2 separate regions of the Bactrocera dorsalis genome follow, and region 1 is linked to region 2. A link is a contact called in public Hi-C data. All regions are on one chromosome and are shown on one strand. The core of a region is the stretch at or near the end of the contact, and the rest is flanking DNA. Distances in the headings are between cores, read along the strand shown. Region 1 holds the start of LOC105225892 (derlin-2). Region 2 overlaps LOC105225895 (serine/threonine-protein kinase S6KL).

Evidence for each region. Hi-C and Micro-C count contacts between places; a contact is called where the count stands out from the background.
Region 1: a contact with region 2 is called in a Hi-C map of whole body, with 4 times the contacts expected there. The contact joins the promoter of LOC105225892 here to the enhancer-like site in region 2. A contact is called at or near these places in 2 of 2 Hi-C or Micro-C datasets (both in whole body).

The regions. Positions count from the first base shown.
Region 1 is chr4:69,183,474-69,188,964 of ASM2337382v1, forward strand. LOC105225892 (derlin-2) reads left to right here and starts at 3,205. Exons shown (of 5, transcript XM_011204566.4): 1 at 3,205-3,785; 2 at 3,844-3,989; 3 at 4,058-4,268; 4 at 4,415-4,578; 5 at 4,649-5,017. The coding sequence starts at 3,693. The coding sequence ends at 4,817. LOC105225895 (serine/threonine-protein kinase S6KL) reads left to right here. Exons shown (of 9, transcript XM_011204570.4): 8 at 1,965-2,297; 9 at 2,368-2,647. The coding sequence ends at 2,469.
Region 2 is chr4:69,139,776-69,145,617 of ASM2337382v1, forward strand. LOC105225895 (serine/threonine-protein kinase S6KL) reads left to right here. Exons shown (of 9, transcript XM_011204570.4): 7 at 16-104. It overlaps LOC105225894, which reads right to left. Exons shown (of 2, transcript XM_011204568.4): 2 at 2,864-5,476. The coding sequence starts at 5,475. The coding sequence ends at 4,207. Among protein-coding and RNA genes, the nearest start is that of LOC105225893, 11 kb to the left of the region's middle. Within about 2 kb of position 4,551, the one cell type or tissue checked has open chromatin away from gene starts, as enhancers often do.

The DNA of each region.
Region 1 (5,491 bases), core at 1,955-4,454, 42 kb after region 2:
GATCTTAGGGAGCTCCTCACAAAAAAGGCATTTTGTGGTGAACTGGGCCCTCTGAAATTAAAAATTCAAACAGATTTCGTTAAAGTAATGTTAAGTTTAGTAAAGAAAATCAAAGGTATAGGCAAAATAAAATCGTTTGACATAGCGACGATTTCTTAAAAAATCGATTTACGACCAAAATTTCGTCCATTTTTTAGAATTATAACTGTATATAACCCCCTAAAAAAGTCTTGCATCTTAATTTAACAACACCCTATCAAACAATACAATTCACAGATATATCAGATAGGTATTAACCCCTAAAAGATGGTGAGGCATTCTCTGATACATATGATTTTCTCTCGGTATCAGATGTTGTTGTTATTTTAGCGGCAGAGAACATATCTAAAGTAATTTGGCTGAATGCTGCGAATTGACAGTTTCATAGACCCGACTGTCGTGGAGTCAGCGTTACTACGCAGTAGTTTAATGATTTGTTAATATCGGAGTCCTTGTATTAAATTCTGAGTTATATGCTTTTGTTTCGACTCTGACAGACGAATCACCTTGCCTACGCACTTTAATTAATATGCAGTACCCACGAATCATTTCGCACAAAACTGTCGCTTCTGTGAAATTCTGTGTGTGCATAAATACACTTGTGAATACCCTTGAATGTTTTGATCGCGTCACAGTCAAATTTGCTCAATTAATTTTCTATAATAATGAATCATATGGCCAATGAGGCGTTAAATGTCATTACTGAGGCGCCGAATTTGACGTTTATCCGTTTTGAGCGTCAAAATTTGTATTAATGAACAAATAAATTAACGCTTTTAGACGGAACGTTATTGTATTGCGAAATGCTTAATGAATTATTTATATTTGCAAATTTTTCTAATTTCACAGAACTCATTTTTTGACCGAATTTAGAGCGAAAAGTGTGAAATTCAGAAAATAGGACAGAACTTGCAAATTAACTGTTTAGTGCGAATGCCCGTATGCATATAATATATCGATATTTTGTGTTATATGCCGAAGAAAAGGTAGAGAGCCAATAGAACGTATAAATGTATGTAAATGAAATGTTTAAGCAGAAATTACTAATTTGGTTGGCGTCCGACAAGCGTTAATTCAACTTAATTTGCATGCATTATCACTAGCGCAAATAACGCCAGCTAGCAGCCGCCAAAAGCGTTAAATACGTATGTACGTACATATCGTATACGTTTTATGTATTATTATTGTACATATGTATGTGTGTACGTATGTGTATGCAAATTGTTGCGATTAACCTTAGCTTGATCATAAACCAGACTCCGCACACCTTTCCCCGCATAAACACACATTCATATATAAACATAAGGTAGGGTTTTAAATTATTTATAACAAAGCGTGACTTTTACTATTCGAATGATTCACATTTGCGACGCGTAAATATCGCACGCCTTTATTTTTATTATTTTTATCGTCGTTTTTATAGCTACTCGTGTTATACGTATTTCTCTTGCTTATATTTTTATACCCCAAATAGTATAAATTAAGTTTGCAGGAAGTTTGTTACATCAGAAGGAAATGTTGGCAAATATACTTGCGTTAATATGTAGCATAGGGCTGTCATTCAAGTTGACTGATCAAGATCGAGAAGAAAATCTGTTTACATCCTTTAAGCTATATAAAAATGCAGCTGTGCAGGGTATTATAGCTTCCGTGTAGGCGAAATTAACATTTTTATTATTTTAAAATTTCTCCTGACGATTTTTTACGATTTAGTGAGAGATAAATCTTGAAGTGTGCTAATTCAAGTAGCTACAACTCTGATTTAAATATTAAGATTAAGGTTTCTTATTGTTTTGCGAATAAGAAACGAATTTTAAATTATTAAAAATTAAGTGAATTATCAATTTTGATCTACTATCTAAACAAATTTGCTCAATGATATGCCATATATTTTTATATACATTTGTACTTGCTTATTTTTATAGAGCCCTGATATTCGAACATTCTTGGAAATTGCCCTGCCTGCAGCCTATTCAAAAAGGGATAGTGTTGATCGTGTCACACTTCCAACAACATCAATTTCAAAGCAGGACGTTAGTATTACAGCCCCGGAAACCGTTGTGAATGGGCGGAAACCACAAATAATTGCTACACAAAACTTTCTGCCACCCGAAATTGAAGAACTTCCACACGAGGCTAAGGATGTACTAAAGAGGCTGTTAGAAGTCGAGCCAAAACAGCGTTTGCGTTCAGTTTTGTCACTACAAAAAATTGCACTTTACAAGAATTTCAAAATTTATTCCGAATATTTGCTCAATGTAAGTTGATGATAAATACATACATAATTTACTGGAAATACCAAATAAACATTATAACTTTTTCTTTCAGCTCCGTCCTATTGATATGATAAGTCCTGATGATATTGCTGCCTTCACACAAGACCCAGAAGATGACAACTCTTGGGCAGAAAAACAATTTTACAAATTCTAACTATCATGCAAATTAATGTACAACTTCTAAGTTCAAATTAAAACGTACACATGAGTTTTTACCATGTATCGAATAGAAAGATTCGTATAAGAAAACCTAAGGAGATCTAAAATGTATTAACGCCTTTATTTTTCCAATATGTGTCATATACTATAAATATATTTAAATAAACCGTCAATAGTAGTTATTAATTGAGAAAGCTCCAAACATTAACATAACTAAGAGTTTTTGACAAATATGAAAAATGCTTTATATACGCTCGATGCTCCAATAAAACTCTTGGCTGACTTTTTGCATTAAAATATTTCTCTAATAATTTCCGCGTAAATACTGTCATTTAAAAATAATAATTGCACTACGTTATTAGCCAAATGACGGTAACGCAGTTTATACGAATTTGTCATATCTAAACCCTAACCAGAGAACGAAAATCTTTAAACAAAAGTTAAGCCAGTAATTGAGAAGTTGGATTTTCTCTTTGATTTTGTGGGGAGACGTTTATTGTTAATTTCATAAGTATGTTGTATGTATGTAAAGAAAGTCCAACGCCATTAGCGCAGGATACAATTCATTAGAGTAAAATTTGCATTATTTGCCGGATGTGTGCAATATGATCACAATATGACTTGAAAAATTCCTCACAAATGTCTCAACAACAATCCACTGTTCGAATGTCAGCTGCAAAGTAAAATCTGACATCATTAAAAAAATATACAAAATACACTGCAAAAGCAAATGTCAACGTAAGTTTTTTTTTCGTTGTGCGGCCGACGATGTTTTCATTTTCGCTTATTCTGTTTGCAAATGAGCTACATTAGGTGCGATAGTGGTTATAATTAAAAATTGTACCCAAAAATACACGTCACAAAACAGATTAGACTGATAGCAAGGCACAGCAGCAGGAAGCGAATGTTAGCGATTTCCTGGCGCTGGCGCAGGCGTTGCCTTTATTTGGTGCATATTTAGTTTGGAATAGAAGTGTAGCCGCTGGAATTGCTTAGCGCCAATAAGCCAAGCTTTGACCTTTGCAACGAAAGCAATCGTTATAATACAATAGTACGAAAATCAGAAACGCCATAATAAAAACACTTAAATTGAAGTAACACCAGCGAGGGAATACTAACAACTGCAACTGGTGTCATCTTCATTTACTATTTCTTAGCACTATTATAAGTTGAACGATTTTTACGGAGCCGGAGTAACTAGCAAAAGCTATAGTCGATATGGCATTTCAATCATTGGTTAGATTCTATATGGAAATACCGACCGTGACTCGCATATATACAACAGCATGTGTACTGACGACTGTAGCTGTGGTAAATTTGTGATAATATATATATTTAGTGATTCCATATAACAACCGTCAATTTTTAGCATTTGGATCTGGTGTCTCCACTACAACTATATTTCAATCCTACGCTCATACTTTGGAAACTACAAGTTTGGCGACTTGCCACAACATTCCTATTCTTCGGTTCAGTGGGCATAAGTTTCTTTTTTAATATGGTTTTCACATATCGGTATGTTTGTAAATTTTACGATTCTAATTTTCGTATTGTATGTAAATACATTTACGCTCACATTCAAGTTATTGCCGGATGCTGGAAGAGAGCTTCTTCCGCGATCGCACAGCAGATTTCGTCATGATGTTTCTCTTCGGTGGTGGATTAATGATCTTCTTCGGTCTCTTCGTGAACTTACTGTTTCTGGGACAAGCGTTCACATTAATGTTGGTTTATGTGTGGTCCCGACGAAATCCTTTTGTGCGTATGAGTTTCTTTGGCGTACTAAACTTTCAAGTAAGTAAATTCAATTAAATAAAAGAAAAATCAAAAATGCAAAGTACTTAACAACGCAAGTGCCTTTGCGACATAAATTTTTTTATATATGCTTATCTATAAATTGATTGATAAAGAGGATTTAAAATAATATATTCCGCTTTCAGGCGCCTTACTTGCCATGGGTCCTAATGTGTTGTACAATGATACTGGGAAACACTATTTGGGTTGATGTAGTTGGAATGGGCGTGGGTCATATTTATTATTTCCTGGAGGATGTGTTCCCATTTCAAGCGAACGGTTACAGAATCCTTAAAACCCCGCATTTTCTGTATGTTATTCATTATTTCGTATACAAAAAGTAATTTTAACTATATATGTATAATATATTTAATTTATAGGAAAGTTCTTTTTAACGAGCATATTGAAAACAACATTCCTCCATGGGTAGGCGATCGACCGGGCGGTTACCATTGGGGTGCCGATGAAGCAGAAAATGTAGGCGCACAGGTAGCGGACGCCGGCGCCGCTGCCGGCGCAGGTGATGCCAACGATGTTAACCAACGATAAAATTAAACTACTTTGTTTTTGTACCTCTACCATCCAACGTACTGAGACAATTGCACACATATTTCATTCAAGAAAAAAACAAATGGGGATAGCAGAAATGTCTTAGCACATACATATATACATTTAAAAAGTAAATAAATAGTGAAAAGGCAATAAATAAATCAACTGTTTAAAAATATAAATCGAAATTATCAATATCATTCACCATGTTCATGTCGCTTCTAGTTTTCTTTATTTTTGAAGAGACAATTCATTAAAAATCAGTTTGTTTGGATTTTATACCTTTATTAATAATTTTCTAAAAAGAAATTAAAAATCTGTTTATAAGAATGTATTTATGTACTCTGAGACATAAAAATGAAAGCCCTAGTTGTATTTAGTGTGTAGAATAGTGCTCCTAGAGATTGACAATTTGTCAGGTTTAATTTACGAAATTGATGTCGCTTCAATTTACTAGAGCACGAAGCAGTATGTGTAAAATTAAATACTTTCATATTAGCAGGAATTTCGCTTTACCTATAAATAAAAATTGAAAATGATTACCTATAAAATGCAAAACACTAAACTTTTATTTCGCCTAATTGTTTGTATCTTTATTGCGTTTATGATTTCATTTAATTTAATTATATCTATTTTCATAGTTGTATAATGCAGTATTAAGTCAGTTTGAATCT
Region 2 (5,842 bases), core at 3,301-5,800:
ATTTTTCATTGCCAGCGCCGGAGCTGTTGCGTGGTGAGCCTTACGGTCATGCTGTCGATTGGTGGTCACTGGGCATACTCGTCTGTCAGATGCTCATTCAAAAGGTAAGCAGCTTAAATTATGCTTCTAGTAGTAACTGCATTGTAGATATATACATATATGTATGTATACAGTTATGTGAAAAATAATAAGGACAGTGGCCTGCAGTTAATGAAGTTAATGTACATTCAGAAATGTAGGGCACTCAACGGCAATTAACTAATCAAATTAATTGAGAGTAAATTAAAAATAAGTATTATAGATTTTCAGTTTTACTCTTATTTTGCAAAGTGTTGTATTTAATTTGGATTTGTTTGAATGAACTAGGTTTTAGGAGACGGAAACCGGAATTGCATTCCATGAATTTTGAATAAGTTGCCAAAGATCTTCATTATTACTTAGGCACTTTCCTCTTAACAACGCTTTCACTGTATTAAACAAATTTTCAATGCGTTTTAGATCCGGGGACTGCATTCATTCCTCCATTACGTTGATGTTGTTGACCCTAAACCGCTCTTTTGTTCACTTAGCCGTGTGTTTAGGGTCGTTGTCCTGCATAAATATCCATCAAAGTGGCGTATTCTCTTCAGCGTACTTCAGTATACATACATTGCAACATAATCGGTTGCCTTCATAGTACCCTGTATGCTATGCAGGGGCTTAGACCAGTGTATGAAAACGATCCCCTAACCATAATGTTTCCACCACCATGTTTAACTTCTTACATAATGAATACGCCATTGCTCTCTAGGCCAAAGAACATGTTCTTCAGCAAACTTTGTTGCACTTCTTTTTTGACAACATAGGCACTTTTCTCCCGCTTCGGCTCTTCAGATTTTCCATTATAAGTACTTTGCGGATAATTGATAAGTCAACATCAATATTAAAATCACATTTTATTTGTTTTGATGAAATAAATGGATTTTTCTTAAAACAGCACTCTATATTTTTTTGACAAACAATGCTATTTTTGACTTCCTGCCGCGTGTTTCAATCTGGGGAACCTATTTTACTGCTTGTTCAACCATTGTTTTGGAAACATTCAGTAAATTCGCAACATTCTTTGTTTCACTAAATCTTTAAAGTGTTCTCGAGTTTTCTATTCTTGTTTTGTTTTTATGCGTCCCGATACAACGATAATTTTTTTGAGGTCTGAAAAAAAGAAAAAAGTCGCTGAATCCGATTCGGAGAATGCGATTGGGGAAGTCCCTTGGATCCCCTCTGTCGTCTCAAAAGAAAAGGAAGATTGCCTCTTTCTCTCGGCATCATACTCAAAGATCCATGTCTCATCACCTGTGATTACGTTATTTAAAAATTCAGGGTGACTTTCACACATGTTAAAATTTTGGGACTATCTTCGCGCATATCTTGCGCATGTTCAAGTGCTCCGTCACAATCTGAGCAATTAAACGAATACTTAGTCGACGTTCTGAATTCAAAACTTTGCGCACACGAGTCCCATTGTCGGTGTTTGTCGAAGTCGCAGGTCTCCCAGTGCGGTCTTCATCAGCGACCTCTTCCCGGCCCTCCAAAAAATCCTGGTGCCACCGAAACACACAAATTCTTGCTACAGCAACATCTGGGTAAGCCTGCTTGATTATATCGAACGTCTTTGTAGCAGATTTACCGAGTTTCGCATAGAATTTAGTCGCGTGGCTCTGCTCTGACGAACGCTGCATTTTCGGCTTACACCATTCATTGAAACCCGTCGCGCGAAAATGTTTGTCTTGATTCTCCAGGTGCTAGGAGATAACTGACCAGCCGTTCGTTCATTAGCTAGGAACGCCATCATCGAAGTAGGTGCACGCACGCTCTGAAGCCCAGTCGCGGCGGAAGAAAGTCAGTCCTATTACTTTCCGGACAAACCATGTATACGGACGTACGTACTTATAATCTCGCCAGAAGCACTTGGGAACTGCAGAAAATTTTGCTTTTTAGATAGAACAAACCTCTGATAAGTATAGACTCTGATATTAATTTTTGTCTATGTAGTTTCGTTTTTCAGGTTTCACTTCGGAAACTTTCGGAAACTACTCTCATTCTGTCATTAAAGTCTGAAACTGCAATGTACATTATTTATCCTTCGTTTAGTTGATATTTGGTCCTTCATAAAATTATGGATTTGAAAAATGACTTCAAATCTGTAGTCTAACAATCTAAGGTTTTTAGCATCATACTGAAATTTCAATTTATGCACTAACAGAATTCTGCTCAATTGTGAATATAGACATTTCTCATTTTAAGTCGTTCTACACACGTTTGAGAACTTCTAGAGTAGACTTCCTGTTGTGTTCAATTACAAGAATTTAAAAATTCACTGTGTTTGGAAAGCTTTGACATTTGATTTCGGCCTGTTGCTGTTTAATTCATTGTTGAAGATGTGTCCTCCGTCTTTGAAGAATCCGCGTTAAAATAGTACTCGTATTGACAGATCGCACTTTTCTCCTGGATTTTACATTGTCATTACCACATTTCCTCTTTCATTCCATATCCTTTGTTATTTTATGGACATGACAGAGCTCCAACTATTAAGTCTTTTTGGACGCGAATCTATCTAGAGCTCCAATGAAGTTGCTTTCAGGTCTTCATTAAGATATCTCAAAGTGTTTTCAAAGCTATCCATTACCTAGGCAGACAGTCATATGTGCATAAATACTTATCGTGTTTGTGCATATTTTCATATACTTACATGTACCGTTTTATGTCTAGCTGCATTATGTTATGCTCCTACAAACAACCGTTACGTGAACTATTATACGTACTCTCTTTGCAACACATTGCTAAAGTGAGAGAAGTGTTGGAAATTGATTAAAAGACCAATTCGTATTTTTTATTATTTTTTATTTTTTATCCAAAAATTGTCAGTCTATATAAAAATCGTACAAATACATTTTGTTCATATGCATGTATGGTATATAGGTGTTATGTAATCATCGTAATTTGTTCGTATCCACGCGCACACGCATTGTGCGCCACTCAACTGCATTTCAATTACTAAAATGCGTATGCGATCGAAATGTAATTGAAAGTCACAGCAGCCATAAATGCGCATGGATCGCTCAGAGACCTAAAAAACTTGAATTGCAAGTGCCAGCAGAGTTTTCATAAACATTAAGCATACGCATACATATAATTTATAAAATTAAACGTAATTGGTCCATGGTATGTAGGTATTATCTAACGTAGGTTGGTGTTTGCTTTTGCTTTTGCTTTGTCTTCGAATGCATTAAAATAATATCTATCGTTTTATTGTGCGGGCTGCATTTGTTGCTTTTTTGCTTTTGCTTTCAAGGCGGACGTTACTGATGTCGAGCTTTTTCAATTGTGGACTGCTTAGATTAAAAGCTACAAATACATTGTGGGTCTACCCGTCTACCGTTACGTAGTGGTTCTAGAACTTAAAAGTAGTTGTGCATCTTTCGTAATGATTGCGTTCCTCTTATATCCATCGGCAATAATTACTCGTACATACTCATATATATTAAAATTAAATATTCCCTCGTTTGAACTTCACCTTACAGCATTTTGTGGATTTACTTGTATTTTTTTAATTTAATTAAGCTTAAATTACTTTTGTTTTATGTATATAATTTATGATATATCATAATTACTTGTGTAAGTATTATTGCTTGTATGCCATCTACTTGGTTTGTCCTTGTTTGTTTCCGCTCAAGTGCAGCGAGTGTATTCCAATGCTCGGTAATTAGAAGTAGAAGACCTCTGGCTCTCTGTGTGGTGAGAACTAGACTGTCATGGCGGTTGATGTTGCAATCTACAAAGCACTTGTTTCAATTCTCCCGACCGTTATCGGCACACTTTCTTGTATACTGTTTCATAATAACTTTCATGGTTCTCTTTACACTGCCTACGTCATACGAATGGTTCATTGCCTTTATCTTGCAAATATTAATTCTTTCGGTCCCTCGTTTTGTCCGTTTTGTTGATTTCGTTTCTTTCTAAATAGTTTTTACAACTAAAAATAACTAACTATATATTATTAAGAGCGTTGAGTTTGTGACCACGTAACATCGGTCAGTTTGTGTTTTTGCAGAACTTCATACCCAATTGTTTGCTGTTTGAAGTGTGGTCAAATTGTTGTTTTTGTTTTTGAATTTTTGCTGTTTTTTTTTTGTGAAAGGAGGTATTCGATCGGATGCATATAGACTTCTAGTCAGATTTCTCCTCCTTGGATTCGCTGCTTTCCTTAGATTCGGATTCAGACGAATTGGATGACGAGTTGGAGTCTTTAGATTTCTTGCTCTCACTCAATTTCTCAGCCTCGGCAGCAGGTTTCTTCTCCTCCAATGTCTTGGGTTCACTTTCCTTTACCTCTGGTGTGAGTTCTTTCTGTTGTTGCTGTGGTAGCTCAGCTGGTGCGGGAGCAGCGGCGGCGGGTTCTTCAATTTTCTTAGCTTCTGGTGCGGCAGCAGCGGCAACTGGAGCTGCTTGTGCTGGTTCCTCAACCTTCAAGGCCTTGGCTGCGCTCTCTTCGCTGGCTTGTAGTGGAATATCACCGGCTGGTGCTAGCGCCGCTGGTTCGACCTTCTCAGCAATTGGTTCGGATGCAGCCGATTTGAGCAGCTCTTTGGGTGCTTCTGGTAGTTGTTTCTCAGGCTCGGCAGGCTGTTCAAGTGCAGCATCGGTGGTGAGAACGGGTGTAGCGGCAACGGGGGCAGCAGCAGGGGCGGCTTCTTCAGCTAACAAACTCTTTACTGCTGGCGCTACTTCAGCAACAACGGAAGCAGCAGGCACAACGTTGGCATCAACCTCATTTACAGCTTCGCCAACGCGTTCTTGACGTGCTGGAGTTTCCTCCTTCTTAAGTTCAGTAGCAGCAGGAGCAATATCAGCAGTGGCGGCAAGAGCGGAATCAGTTTTCACCACAGGTGTTTCCTCAGCGGCAGAGAGTTCATCCTTCTTCTGTTCGGCTGGTGCGGCTTCAGCAATAATGGTGGATTTGCCTTCAATATTAGTTTTCTCCTCAGCAGCTACAAGGGCTTCCTCAGCTTGCTTGGGCTCCTCAGCGAGACCGGCAGCAGGTGCGGCGGCGGCAGCAGCAACAGGTAGGGCTTTAGTTTCCTCTACTTTGTCATCAGCGCGTGTCTGTTTATCCTTCTTCTCTTCCTTCTTCTCGGCAAGCAAACTCTGACTGACTTCGGCATCGGGAGCGTTCAATGGGAGTTCGGCGGGTTTTAGGTCCTTCTTCTCCTCGGTGGCTAGGGCCGGCGCTGCTGCAGCGGCGGCGGGAAGTTCAGCAGCACGTGCCTCGACTGGCTTGACCACATCGGCAACCTTCTCATTGACCTTTTGTACTTCAACGGACTTCTCTTGAACTTGTGGCACCGCCTGTACTACCGGTGACACTTCCTCATCGGGTACGGGTAAAGCGAATGCGCTGACGAGCAGGGCGGAGAGAATGACTAATTGGAACTTCATACTGCAATAGACAAAAGACAAAAAACGAAAAATTATTATTACATAACCACTTAATTAAGCTGCAAACTAATTTTATTTGCACTGTGTGTATAATTTAATTATGCCTAGCCTAAGTGGAAATGAAATGGCGCCTCTCTAGGGCTTGGTCAATTGGAAAGGTCATATTAATGCGGCACAAATTCATACAATGTTGATTACACAAGCGGAATTCCTAACAATTGAATTTGCACAAAGTATTTTTACACACATATTCCACACATTTCTATAGACCGCCACGTATTTGTATTTTTAACAAGATCTATTTGTAAATCAGTGGACAGATTTCGACTTGTACAACAGCCCTGCGCTCTGTACATCTGCTTAATTT